Regions from separate parts of the Mus musculus genome. Here region 1 is linked to region 2. Evidence: chromatin contacts called from public HiChIP or PLAC-seq data. All regions are on one chromosome and are shown on one strand. The core of a region is the stretch at or near the end of the contact, and the rest is flanking DNA. Distances in the headings are between cores, read along the strand shown. Region 1 overlaps Dcps (decapping enzyme, scavenger). Region 2 overlaps Kirrel3 (kirre like nephrin family adhesion molecule 3).

Region 1 (6,606 bases), core at 3,497-5,996, 140 kb before region 2:
TGTCGAATGGCCAGTGAGAGAAACTGAGCTTGCACAGGGGTCTCCTGTTCCCCAGCATTTTTTTAACAGATGTTTGTGTGTTTATTGGTCTTCAGCTCTTGACCACATTCCTGAAGTTCAGCGGCAGGTGAGACTCTGGCAGTGGGTTGGAGGCTGGCAGTTGAAAGCAGCATTGCGAAAGAAACATTTATTTGTTTGTTTGTTTGTTTATTTATTTATTTATAAAACAAAGAGATCTTATTCCATTTGGGACACAAATGTTCTTTCAAGGTTTAAAATCCAAAAAAAGAGCCAAATTCATGCATTCATTTGTGCGGTAATCACTGAATGTCTACCATATGAGGTGCCAGGGATGAGTAGTAAGAATAAATAAGTGAAATGTGTTCTTGAACTTTTTGTTCTCATGGGAAGGTGGACAGGAAAACTGTGTGGTAAGTCAGTGGTAGGGGGAGAATAGACAAAGGAGGGCCATAGACTCTGACCAGGCTGCCAAGCTGACCTGAAATCCAAGGGAGGCAAAGAAGCTTCAAGAATCCCTGCTGTGGGGATCTGGCTGGCAGTGGGAACTGTAACCGTGTGCCTAGAGAGAGAGCACTTGTCAACTCAGCGGGAGGTGGCCCAAATGTGGGTGCAGCAGGAAAGGGGGTGAATGAACTAACTGGGCTGTGGCCTCACACTAGCATGCAGGGCTCCAAAAACCCCTGTGGGGTTCCAGCAGCTTCTGGGGAAGGAAGGCCAAAGCCTGGGGGGTTTCTCCATGCTGAGGTGGGTGGAGGACAGGTGAGGGCTGGCTCGGTGAGATTCCTGTCTCCCTGCACCCTGGGTGGCTGGGCCAGATCCTTGACAAGCCTGGGCAGACTAGGGCTCACTCTCTGGAACCCCAGGAGCCCCAGGCTACCTGCCCTGGGCCGTGCGTCCTCTGCCAGCTGAATCAGGCTGTTTTCCAGTGTCAACCTCCTCTTTGTTCCAGGATCTCTCCCCAACTCTGAGAGAGTTCCCTTGCCAAGGCCCATATCTCTCTCTCTCTCTCTCTCTCTCTCTCTCTCTCTCTCTCTCTCTCTCTCTCTCTCTCTCTCTCTCTCTCTCTCTCGGTGTGTGAGAAAGTTCCTGAATGTCTCCCACCCGCTGGCTGGTGTAGTTCTCATACCAACACTGCCAGCATAGTGCCGTTATCACCGTCAGTTATATAGGTGAGAGAAATTGAGCAACAGAGAGGGTTGGCCGCTTGCCCTTGATCACACAGCCAGTGGATGCAGACTCCGGGGTTGTACCCAGGCTACTCGGCCCAAACTTCTATTCTCATCCTCTACCTTGCACTACAGATGTTATGTCATTTTCCTCAAGGCCCCGGAAAGGTCCAGGGTGCCCTTCAGTCTCTTTTACAAAGTCTCTTGGCTCTTGAGATTCATGTGCCTGGTGTCTGACCATGGGTTATTAGAGAGTCGTGAAGAGTGAAAAGCAAGAGTTTCTTTCCAGAAGGTTGTGAAGATCTTGTGCCTTATTTCCAGGGTCAGGTCCAGAGAATGAGACTTAACTCCCCTGGTGATCCAGACGGCATGCTTTACTCAATGCTAACAGCAGCTGAGAGGCAGCTTTTGTGTTCACCGTTTTTAACAGTCGAACAATCTGAGCCTCTAAGAGGCCATATGATCAGGGTCACCCAGCAGAAAAGGTAAACTATTTGGCTACTCTGATCCCATACTCGGGGCTCTCCACCATGCCACCCTGTCTCAGAGGCGATGGAATGGGTGTGTGCTTGGTGTGTCACCTGCATATGGCAACCGAGCTTTAGAAGAACTGGGTTGCCATCTTGAAAGACCACTTCAAGCTAAAGTGGCCTTTGTTCCAGTCTTGCCTCTGCTGTGTCCTCAGCAGCACACTGGATGAGCTCTGAATTCCCACCGCTCTCCCTCTCATTCACGCAAGTACAGGAGAACCATCTGCATCCTCAGAGCCAGTGTGAAAGTGCAGGCTGCTGGTTCGCAGCTGGGTGCTGATGTAAGTCTCAGGGAATGTTATTCCCTGGATGATCGGACCTGAGTCCCACAGAGAAAGCGTGTGGGGCTCTTTAGAAACATCCAGCTGATTTTGCAACACCAGGTCACCATCCTTCCCTCCCCCAGTAACCTTTGTTCAGGCACCAGCTGTGCCACATGTTATCGACAGTAGTGACCTAACCATAGCCAGGTGGTGCTAGACCAGAGCATTCGAATGTAGTCTGCTCAGGAAAATTATAGGATTTCTCCCCGACCCCTCCAGACACGGTTTCTCTGTGTAACAGTCTGGGCTTGCCCTGGAACTCACTCTGTACACTAGACTGGCCTCAAACTCACAAGAGATCTTGCCTGCTTAGACTAAGAGTGTGAGCCCGCACACTGGGCTCAGGATTTCTTGATTATTAAAACTGATATTCTAGCACTTGGGAGACAAAGGCAGGATCTCCACAAGTTCAAATCCAGCCTGATCTATTTAGTGATTTCTAGGCCAGCCCTAGGCTACAAAGTGAAAGTGTATCAATTAGACAGACACACAAATAAACAAACATTCTGCCCTAGTTAGGGTTGCTATTGCTTTGTTGAAACACCCATCACCAAAAACAAGTTGGAGAGGAAAAGGATAATTTGTCTTAAACTTCCACAGCAGTGTTGATCATGGGAGGAAGTCAGGATAGAAACTCAAATAGGGCAGGAACTTGAAGTCAGGAGCTGATGCAAAGGCCACGACGGGGTTCTTCTTGCTGGCTTGTGCCCTGTGGTTTGCTCAGCCTGCTTTCTTTGAGAACCCAGGACCACCAGCCAAGGGGTGGCATCACTTTGACCCTCCCCCATCAATCACTAATTACGAAAATGCTGGATCTTATGGAGGTGTTCTCTCAATTGAGGCTAGAAAACTATCTAGCACAATTGACTCATTGTCAACTTGACACACGCACCACTGTTAAGCTATAGCCTCTCCTTTCTTGATTGTCCTCAAGGTCACAGATTAATAACACTGCAATATAAAATATTTTACAAGCTTAAAAATCCCACAGTCTTTACAATTCAAACACTTTTAACATTCCGAAGGATGGTTTGGAAATCTCTACAGACATTTGATTGTTCCAGAGGAAGGGGACACTAGCATCCAAGCTGAGGCTAGGCTACTGCAGAATTAGACACGATACAGTACACTGCGCCATAGAGCCATCCAAGCCAGAGTCATTGATGGTGCTACCCGAGAAACCTGGATTCAACATCTAACGAGTTGTGTGCTTATTTGTGTTACCACAGTGTGTGCAGAGGTCAGAGACCAGCTTGCAAGAGTTGGTTTTCTCCATCTACCATGTGGGTTTAAATTCAAGTTATCATGTGCCTTTACCCCATCAGCACTTCTGAAGTGCTCTATAAGCAGCAGACATTGCTCTAAGAGCTTCTCAGGTAACTGACTCACTTCATATATAACATAAGAACTGTTGCTGTCTTCACTTGGTAGATGGTAACACAGAAGTTAAGTAACTAGACCAAATTCCCAACTGGGAGCCACAGTCCTACTCGGAGCGAGTGAGAAGCAGGCACGGGTAGGCCTTAAGCCCAGACAGCCTGGCTCCAGAGTCCACACTGAGCCACTAAGCTACTTAAGGGAGCCACTAAGACTCAAGCTATACTGCCTGCTTTGCATCCAGAAAGCCACATGCCTAGCCATTCGCATACAAGAAGTGAGAAACTTTTGGTCACTCACTGTGCCTGAAACATGTGTTTAATATCATGAGGGGCCAGAGAACCAAGAGTAAAAGCTTTTTTTTTTTTTTTTTTTTTTTTTTTGGCCATGAATGTTGCTTACCTCGTGAATTTAATGGTCTTACTTTCTAATCAGACTGTGCTGTGTTGTTGTAGATATAAAAACAACTGTGGTGTACCCTGCCACAGAGAAACACCTGCAAAAATACATGCGTCAGGACCTCCGCCTGATCCGAGAGACTGGAGATGACTACAGGACCATCACCTTACCCTACCTGGAATCCCAGAGCCTTAGCATCCAGGTGACTGACTGCCAAGTCTCATACACTGTCCTGAAGCTAGTTTGTCTTTTCGCAAGCCCCTGTTGGGGTCGTCCCAGAAATAGTACACAAATACCCAAGGGCCTGGACAGTCTGTGTGACTGTGAGGCTGCAAAGAGGAGTGTAGACGGACTCTGTGGGGTAGAGCTGCCTGGTGTGGGCTGGTTGCCCTTTTATTCAGGACAGTCAGTGCAGGCTTTGTGATCTTTTGCCCTTTATGAGGTACTGGGGCTTGCTACTGATGTTCTCTGAGAAGTCCATCTCACCGGGGAAATGTTATCTGCTCTGTAGTAGCCCTGGACAGCCTCTGACTGTGTCCTCACTAAAGATCTGTGAGTGGGTAAAAGCCTTCTGTTGGGCTAGATGACCTTGATCCAGCCTCTTATCCCCCTAGTCTTTCCTGTAGCAATCCAGCCTGCAGGAGCCAAGTCTTGGAGCGAACACTTCCTGTCACTCAGTCCCCCTTGTGTTCGTTCCACAGCAGGCTGTATTCTGTCGTCCCCAGTGTGTGTTTAGTATAGACCTGTGTATACAAAGGTGACAGAGTGATGTGGCTGAGCCAGATACAGGATGCTTAGCTCAGATATCCTGGCAGTTCTTTGGGTTTAGGCCCAGTGCCAACCAGAGCCTCTGCCTGGAATTAGCCCCATGTGGCTACTCACAGTTAAATATGATTGATGCATATTGATGAGTCACTTCCTTGCCCACTCACTGGCTTCAGTGGCTCCCCACTGTCGCTCACGGGCGTTCTCTTTGGGCCCTTTTTATCCTCCTTCCAGACTCAGGGGTACATGGTAGAGAGTATTCTTAGGTGGGAATACACAGCCATTCCTCTTGAGTTCAGAAGTGGGAGGCTGCTGTTCTCTCAGTTGTAAGGGAGAGAAGTGAGGAGGCGGGAGACGTTGTTCCACTCGGGAGGCCATGTGCTGAGACCGGGCAGTCCAGCCGGTGCCCCCCACCTCGCCCCCCAGCAGCGTTTGCTCACAGATTCCTTCGGATCAAGGTCTTTTATTTTCTCCTCTCTTTTGTAAAAATCAAGGCAAGGTGTCCTAGTTTCCTTTCCGCTGCTATGATTAAAATATCCTGATATAAAGCGACCTGGGGTGGGGCTATTTTAGCTCACAATTCCAGCTTCACAGTTCCCCACAGCTCATCATTTTGGGGAAGTCACAGTGTCGGGAGCCGAGACAACCGGGCACATCACGCCCACAGGTAAGAGCGGAGAGGATGAGTACCTGCATGCTGACTGCTCGGCCAGCTTTCTCAGCGTTTGCTCAGTCCAGGGCCCCAACCCAGGGAGCGGGCCCCACCCATATTCATCAGTGAAATCACTTAAGACAGTTCCCTACAGCAGTGGTTCTCAACCTTCCTAATGCTGTGATCCTTTAATGCTCCCTCATGCTGTGGTGACCCCCACCCCAACCCCCAGCCATAGCATTACTTGGCTGATACTTCATAACAGTAATTTTGCTATTGTGAATTGTAAATAGCTGATATGCGACCCCCCTGAAAGGGTCATTCAACCTCCAAGGCGGTTGAGAAACAGCTGCCATACAGGCATGCCCACAACCTGCTCTAGACGAGTCCTCATTGACACTCTCTCTGCCTAGGTGATTTTTTTTGTTGTATCAAGTTGACACTTAAAACTGTAACAACCACACAAAGTCTCGTGTAGCTCAGGTTGGCCTCACACAGCTCAGGTTGGCCTCATACTCACTATGCAGCAGAAGATGACCTTGAACTTCAGATCTTTCTACTCCTCCTGCCCCTTTTCCCAGATGCTAAGGTCACAGGTGTATATTTCCACACTCAGTGTATGTGGTATTAGGGATTAAACATGGGGCCTTATTCATACTAGGCAAGCATTCTACCAGAATCTGTACATCCCCACCCTCTTTCTTTAAAAGAAAAAACAACAACAACAACAACAAAACGGGTATTTGTTCTGTCTTCTGAGTGGAAAGGAAGTGTCTCTACATTCGTAAATAACTTCTGTGGAGGATCCTAGAGGGACCTTCTAGAACTTGCGTTCTGTGGGGCTGTTTGTACATATCTGGGATTCGAGAGGAGAGGCCCTCGTCTAGTTGACATGAGTCGTGTAACTACCTTACTGTGCACCATTACCCAGTTCTTCTTGTAAACAAACGTAGTTCAGCAGAACTCCTTTCTTTCAGATCTGATTGACACAAGCTTCCCGAGTAACTGGCAGCCGTCTCTGTATGATTGAGTATCTGCCGTGCAGGGCTTTAAGGAGGCTCCAGCTGACAAGCTCTTGCTAGTGGCCACAGACTGTCAGGGGAGAGGGACATGCAGGTAGACAGTTGTGATAATGACACATGCCCACTGGTGGGCTATGTGAGCATAGTGGTGATGCAGTGAGAGGGACCAGTACAGACTTGGGGTCACAGAGGGGTGCTGAGTTCCAGGGACTATAGAGAAGTTGTATTGATGTGACGAGGCACTGGTAACTCAGGGCTCAGTGAGGACAGCCCTGAGTGGCCGGGAGGAAATCTGTGGATTGTATTCAGAAGACTGAAAGTTCACAGGCAGTGGGAAACATTCTTTTTTTT
Region 2 (6,321 bases), core at 191-2,690:
CCAGTAGGGACAAGGGGGTGGCAGGTTGACAGCCCCTTGAGTAGGTAGGGAGCTTGAGGTGGAGAAAACAAAGAAGTGGTGTGAGTGGTGTGTGTGTGTGTGTGTGTGTGTTTGTGTTAAGGCTGCATCTCTGGCCCTTAGTAGGTCAGTCGCCCTCCCCCGGGAAGCTGCAGAAGGGTTGGGAAGAGTGCCCCAGGGAAGGTTGACCTTGGGGCTAAGCCCATTCCTATCACCAGTTCCTCCCTCCCTGGAGTTGCAGATTTGCTGACATTTCAGATGCATGCCCTGTGACACCCATTCTTGTGTCAAGCACAGGAGGAACAAGGGAGAATACCAGATGCCCCCCAGGATTCCCAGGACAGGATATCTATTTTATTTACATTTGTTTATTTGTTTGTGTGTTTATGTATTGTGTGTGTGCACACACATGTCATAGTGTGCATGTGGGAGTCAGAGGACAACTTGTGGGTATTAATTCTCTCTTTCTATCCTGGGGAAGGAGCTAAGGTAGTCAGGCTCGACAGCAAATGCAAGGTCATCTCACCAGCTCTGCAAGGAACTTTGCTGTGTGGCTTCTTTTGAGTCCTGCGGTAGCCCTAACAGGTGTTATCAATCCCATTTCTCATTGGGGGAGATTGAGATGGAGAGATTGAGCCAACATTATGACTTGCTGGAAGGCCAGCCTGCAGGACCCTGTGGACTACTGTGTTTGGATACTACCACAGCATCCAGAAAATGCAGGTGGCCAGGTGTGAGGACCCAGAGGACCCATGATGGTCCCAACAGCTGTATTTACTGCAGGCTCAGCCTGCCACACAGGTTTCTTGCTCATGGCCCCAGCCATCTTTGGACCTGGGTGCTAACTATGTTCCTAGCATACAGACGAGGTCACAGACAATTTAAGTTCAGATCCCATAGCTAGAGGGTGGTGGAGCCTGGAATCAAATTTAGGCCACCCAGCTTCAGTATCAGTGTGCTTAACTACCACAATGTGACAAATCCTGAAGACCTTAGATCCCAAGCTGCCAGTTCTGGAGACTTTCCTGTGGACCCTGTCTGAGTGGTTGTGTGTGTGTGTACTGTGTAGTCCCAGCTACTCTGTCTTTGTAAGTAAGTCAGAAGTCCTATTTAGCTTATGACCCTTGTCTTTGCAGTTCTGGAGAAGAAACTGCCTGGCTGAACTGAACTCCTGGAAGGAGATGGGGAGTGGGGGTCAGTCTCAGACAGCCCCTCAGCTTGGGTCCTATCGTTCTCCTGGGCCAGGCTGCTCCTCCTATTAAGATAGGTGCAGTCCATGGGTTTGCAGCCTGTCACAGCTGGAGCACTTCCTGAGTGTTTCTTCCAGCTCTTTCATGTTCAGAGGAGGAAACTGAGCCCAGGAAATCAGTTGCCTAGTATTACAGAGAACCGGGCCTGGCATGGCCCTTCAGGGTCTGGCAGCTGGCCCAGATGCCATTCTCCTTGTGACAGTCCAAATAAGGGTGGAACTGGGCAAGGAAAGGCACACAGTCTCCTTTCCAGAAAGGCAATGTGCCAGGCTGGCTGAGCTGTCTTCCTTGTGTGGGAGAGAGTGGCCTTTTGAGTATGCTACCCTGGAATAGGTCTCATAGGGTGATCCTGACCCCGTCTTCACTAGATGAGGTGTATCCTCTTCTCTTCTGTATCCTGGGAGGGTCAGGCTGGACTATCTTCAGAAAGACCCGGGACAGGCACCTCCAATGTAGAAACACCCTACTCCTTCCCAGTCTCTCTTGGATGACCTTGGCCTTTCTTGACATCCTCACAGTGAGGCTCCACCCAGGATGTGAGCAGCAGACTTATCTCCCAAGAGAAAGCATTGTTCCTGGGGTTGATTCAGGCCCAAGAGAAGCCATTTGTTTGGGAATCTGGCCCCAGGATCTGGGTGGTAACGCCAAGCTTTGATCTGTGGCCTTTGGCAGCAGAGCCAACTTGAGATGGGACAGAACCATCCTTAGAATAGGAATGGCCTTTTATTCACATCCTCTGCTGATGGAAAAGACATTTCTTCTGTTAAGGACCTATGGGGAGGAGCCAGCTGGGGATCAGAACTAAAGAACAAGCATGTACCTTGTCACCCTCTAAAACTGAGGGCCCCAAGTCAGGGTCCTGGAAGGTTATGGCCCAACTGCAGAGCCAGGAGGCTGCTTTTCCTGGCATCCTGATATAGCATCTGGTGGTGTTTGGGGGACCTTAGGGATCTGAGCCTGTCTGGGAGAGCCCCCCCCCCAAAAGATGAAAACCTAGGTTTTCTAAGTTTGCTAGAAGTCAACTGAGTCCAGGCACCACCCTTCAAGATCCCAGTTTTCTGTCCCTAGATAAAAAGGGCCAATGGACTTCCAAGGTTTCCTTCATCTGGAAGTCTCAGCAGAACGTAAACTACACCTGGAATGACATAAAAGTCGTCTGGGGAGGTATGTGGCACTGGTTATTTCTGGCTGTATTCATGAACACATGTAGAAGCCACGACCATAGTAGTAATTCACAGTTCACAAGAGGAGGGGACATGGTAAGCCATGCCACACCAGGCCACTGGGAGTGGAGCAGAGAGTGTGCGATGAACCTTTGCTGTGGTTTGTGGGGAAAGGGGTGGATGAGGCAGGGTAGGGGCTGCACAGGTTTAGGGATGGATAGCTTGATGAGCTTTGGTGGGCTCTGGGCTGTAGAGAGATCTGATATTTTTGGTTGCTGGTCCTGAGGATCCTGCTCTGGACTACAAGGCAGAGAAAAAAGGGAAGCATAGGTTGTGGATTCCAGATGAGCTGAAAAGTAAATAGTAAGTTGTTAACTCTTTTGGAGAACTAGTTAACCTGGCTGCCTTCACATCCCAAGATCCATTAGTCTGCAAGCTGTCAAAACATGTAAAAACAAAAACCAAAGCAATGGGGTACAGCAGGGGCCAGTTCAGGGTGCTACTGTGTGAGCTAAGGAAAAGCAGCCTTATAGGCAAGCACTTCAAGGTACAAAGCTTAGATTTAGCCCTTCCTCGTCTCTGTCCAGACATCTCAGCAAGCGGCAGTGGAAAACAGGCTGGATTTAGCAAATCAAAACACAGGATGACCTATTAACCTTGAACTTCAGATGAACAATGCACAATTTGTTAGCATGTACGTGGTCCGTGCAACACTTGGCAGGAACATTAACTTTCTGTATTTTCTGAAGCAAGTCTTGATTCATCCAGGCTGTTTAACACAACCACAGAAGTTCATTTTTTTTTTTTTCATAGTCCCTGAGGGTAAGAAGCCCAAGACCAGGGCAGACTGACCCAGTGTATGGCAAGGGTCAGATGCCTTTTTGTTAGTGGCTGTCCTCTTCCATCTTCACATGGTGAAAAGGACAGGGGACTTTCTTAGGCCTCTTTTATTTTATTTAAAATTTTTTTCCAAATAGATTTTTTATTAGATATTTTCTTTATTTACATTTCAAATGCTATCCCAAAAGTTCCCTATACCCACCCCCTGTCCTGCTCCCCTACCCACCCACTCCTACTTCTTGGGCCTGGTGTTCCCCTGTACTAGGGCATATAAAGTTTGCAAGACCAAGGGGCCTCTTTTTCCAATGATGACCGACTAGGCCATCTTCTGCTACATATGCAGCTAGAGACACGAGCTCTGGGGGTACTGGGTAGTTCATATTGTTGTTCCACCTATAGGGTTGCAGACCCCTTCAGTTCCTTGGATGCTTTCTCTAGCTCCTCCATTGGGGGCCCTGTGTTCCATCCTATAGATGACTGTGAGCATCCACTTCTGTATTTGCCAGGCACTGGCATAGCATCACAGGAGACAGCTATATCAGGGTCCTTTCAGCAAAATCTTGCTGGCATATGCAATGGTGTCTGGGTTTGGTGCTTAGGCCTCTTTTAAAAGGACACTAATTTCATTCATGTAGACGCCCTCATGACATAACCACCTTCCAAAGGCTCTATCTTTACTCTCTTGAGACTTAATTCAATTAAGGAGGTTTTGTGGCAGACAGGGCATTTAGGCAGTTATTCATAGGATCACGAATTAGTTGTGGCAATCCTAGCCTGGCTGCTTCTGGCTCGTCTCCTCTTCTGAAATACCTTGTTCTAGGGTTTTCACCTCTAGTTATTCTAGTTGGGGAATAGGATGGGGCGGTTGGGAAGGGGAGGGTAGTGGAAGAAACGGCCTGAGGACTAAAGTGAGCAATGAAACAAACAAGCAAGCAAGCAACAAGCAAGCAAGCAACAAGCAAGCAAACAAGCACACACAGGGGGAGTGAAGCAACAACAGAAGCACTTCCACAAGAAGAGAGGCAGAGCTTGTCCCTATGCACCTGAAACCACCACCCTTGTCTCCCCTTATCTTTAGTTTCACTCTCCATCCTGCACCCCCATTCTCTCCCTCAGGCTCACCTTGGAGTAGGTGGCTCCATTGATGACCTCTCCTTTACGTAGCCAGATGATGGAAGCCGCAGGCTTGGCATTGTCTGCGTGGCAGGTGAGGTTGAGGGGGTCCCCTGCCCGAAGGCTGATCACAGGCCCCCCTAGGATGATGGGGTCATCTGGTGGCACTGTGAGGAGAGGAGGAGAGAGGTTAAGTTGGGGCAGGCTTCTGTTTGACATGGCAGAGGATAATGGGCAATAACTGCTGTACTTTGATAAGGAACATCACCCTCTGTATTAGGGTGATAGGAACATTCATGAAAGGATGTTTTGTTCTTCATCTTGTCATGTCAGGAATAAACATGTCATGACTGGCAGGTATCCCTAGCCTGCTTCACAGGCCTGGAAGCAGTGCTTTGCAACTCAAGTACCATTTATTTGTATAGTTTTTAAAGAATGTATTCTTACTTGTGCATATGCATGTGCCTGCACATAAGTGCCAGTGCTCTGAGGTCAGAGGCACTGGATCCCCTAGAGCTGGAGTCACAGGCTTTTGTGAGCCACCTGATGTTTGTACTGGGTACCACATTCTAGTTCTTGGAAGAACAGTACCTGCTCTTAATAACCGAACCATCAATCCAGTCCCAACACTTTTTTCTTTTTGCCAAGCTTTGTTGCATCTCTCACAACAGTTTTGCAGGGAAGACAGTATTTTTAACCCAATTACAAAGACCTGGAAACAGAGGCTCACCAAGAGACTTGCTCAAGGTCACATGGTGAATGCATGGCAGAACTGGGGCTGGCCCTTGAGGCCCCCTCCATCACAGATGACAGGTGACAGAACAGGTCTTTGGATCTTTAGAATTTGCATTCCTTGCCTTTTCTGATCTCTGCCCTTCACAGTTGCCCCTGCACCTTCATCCCTACTCAGAAGGAACCTCCCTAACCTGAGATTATTCCCCCCACATGCAACAGTGTGGTTGGTGATTGGTGGCTCCATCAAATAACCATATGCAAAAAGGGAAGGACATGGGATTGTCCCCTTCCTGTGGAGCAAGTCCCCTTGCAGGGCCAACACAGAACTCCATGACTTGAAGCATCAGTACAGACATCCACTGGCTCTAATGAACCACCTTGGATTTCCATGAAGGTCGCACTGTAGGATGGGCAGGTATGATGGGAATCAATTATTATGCAATGAGAAAGCTTTGAGACATCAAGAGTTGACTAAGGACACAGATTCTTGTGCTGCTGCTGGGGTTGCTGGGCATAGTGAAGTTCCCCAGGCCTTTATTGCTCCATGGACAAGTCATAGAGGAGGCAGGGCTCCATGAAGACCATCCGAAGAGACTGTCCCTTGAGAAACCTCTATCTCTTCTACTGGTGGGTCTATTCAGTTATCCCCAGAGGATGGAAGGGACTCAGAGACTCCCCTGCCACAGTGGAGGTGGGAACTTTGCATATTCTAAAGAATGAAGGGCAGATGGGTGGGTGGGTGATTAGCAAAGATCTTCTAGAGCAAAGGTCTTCTTATAGGGCTTTTAGGGTCAAGCCATCCCTCCGGCTTGACCCTCAGCAAACACCCTTGCTTGGTGGCTTCGGTGTTTTCTAGCTATAGCTCAGAACCTGCTTGCCTTTCTACTGTCTGTCAGCCCCTCACCTAGTCCACTGGACTTCACTAACATGCAGGAGAATCCAATGTTTGGCTAGGCCAGTATACCCAAACCAGCAAGACTTCAGGTTGGTTATCCCTCTTCTGACTTCTGGTCCTGGCAGAACCTGGCTCAGTTCTTACATCTCTCTCTCTTTTTTTTTTTTTTTTGTTTTTGTTTTTGTTTTTTGTTTTTTGTTTTGTTTTGTTGTTTTGTTTGTTTGTTTGTTTTTTTTTTTGGTTTTTTGAGACAGGGTTTCTCTGTGTAGCCCTGGCTGTCCTGGAACTCACTTTGTAGACCAGGCTG

What was found. HiChIP or PLAC-seq counts read pairs in DNA pulled down with a chosen protein or histone mark.
Region 1: a contact with region 2 is called in an HNF4G HiChIP or PLAC-seq map of pancreatic cancer cells. The contact joins two enhancer-like sites. A contact is called at or near these places in 3 of 39 promoter capture datasets (the C10 cell line and liver), 1 of 484 Hi-C or Micro-C datasets (pre-B cells) and 2 of 115 datasets of contacts at active chromatin or transcription factors (embryonic stem cells and pancreatic cancer cells).

What each region holds. Positions count from the first base shown.
Region 1 is chr9:35,133,756-35,140,361 of GRCm38.p6, reverse strand. Dcps (decapping enzyme, scavenger) reads left to right here. Exons shown (of 6, transcript NM_027030.2): 3 at 3,873-4,018. Among named protein-coding and RNA genes, the nearest start is that of Gm24262, 7.6 kb to the left of the region's middle. Within about 2 kb of position 4,746, at least 43 of the 459 cell types and tissues checked have an H3K27ac peak or open chromatin away from gene starts, as enhancers often do. A contact at or near this core is called in pancreatic cancer cells, where this site is marked.
Region 2 is chr9:34,989,165-34,995,485 of GRCm38.p6, reverse strand. It overlaps Kirrel3 (kirre like nephrin family adhesion molecule 3), which reads right to left. Exons shown (of 17, transcript NM_001190911.1): 5 at 4,394-4,551. All of the region lies in intron 3 of Kirrel3os (a long non-coding RNA gene), which reads left to right. Among named protein-coding and RNA genes, the nearest start is that of Kirrel3os, 15 kb to the left of the region's middle. Within about 2 kb of position 1,440, at least 141 of the 459 cell types and tissues checked have an H3K27ac peak or open chromatin away from gene starts, as enhancers often do. A contact at or near this core is called in pancreatic cancer cells, where this site is marked.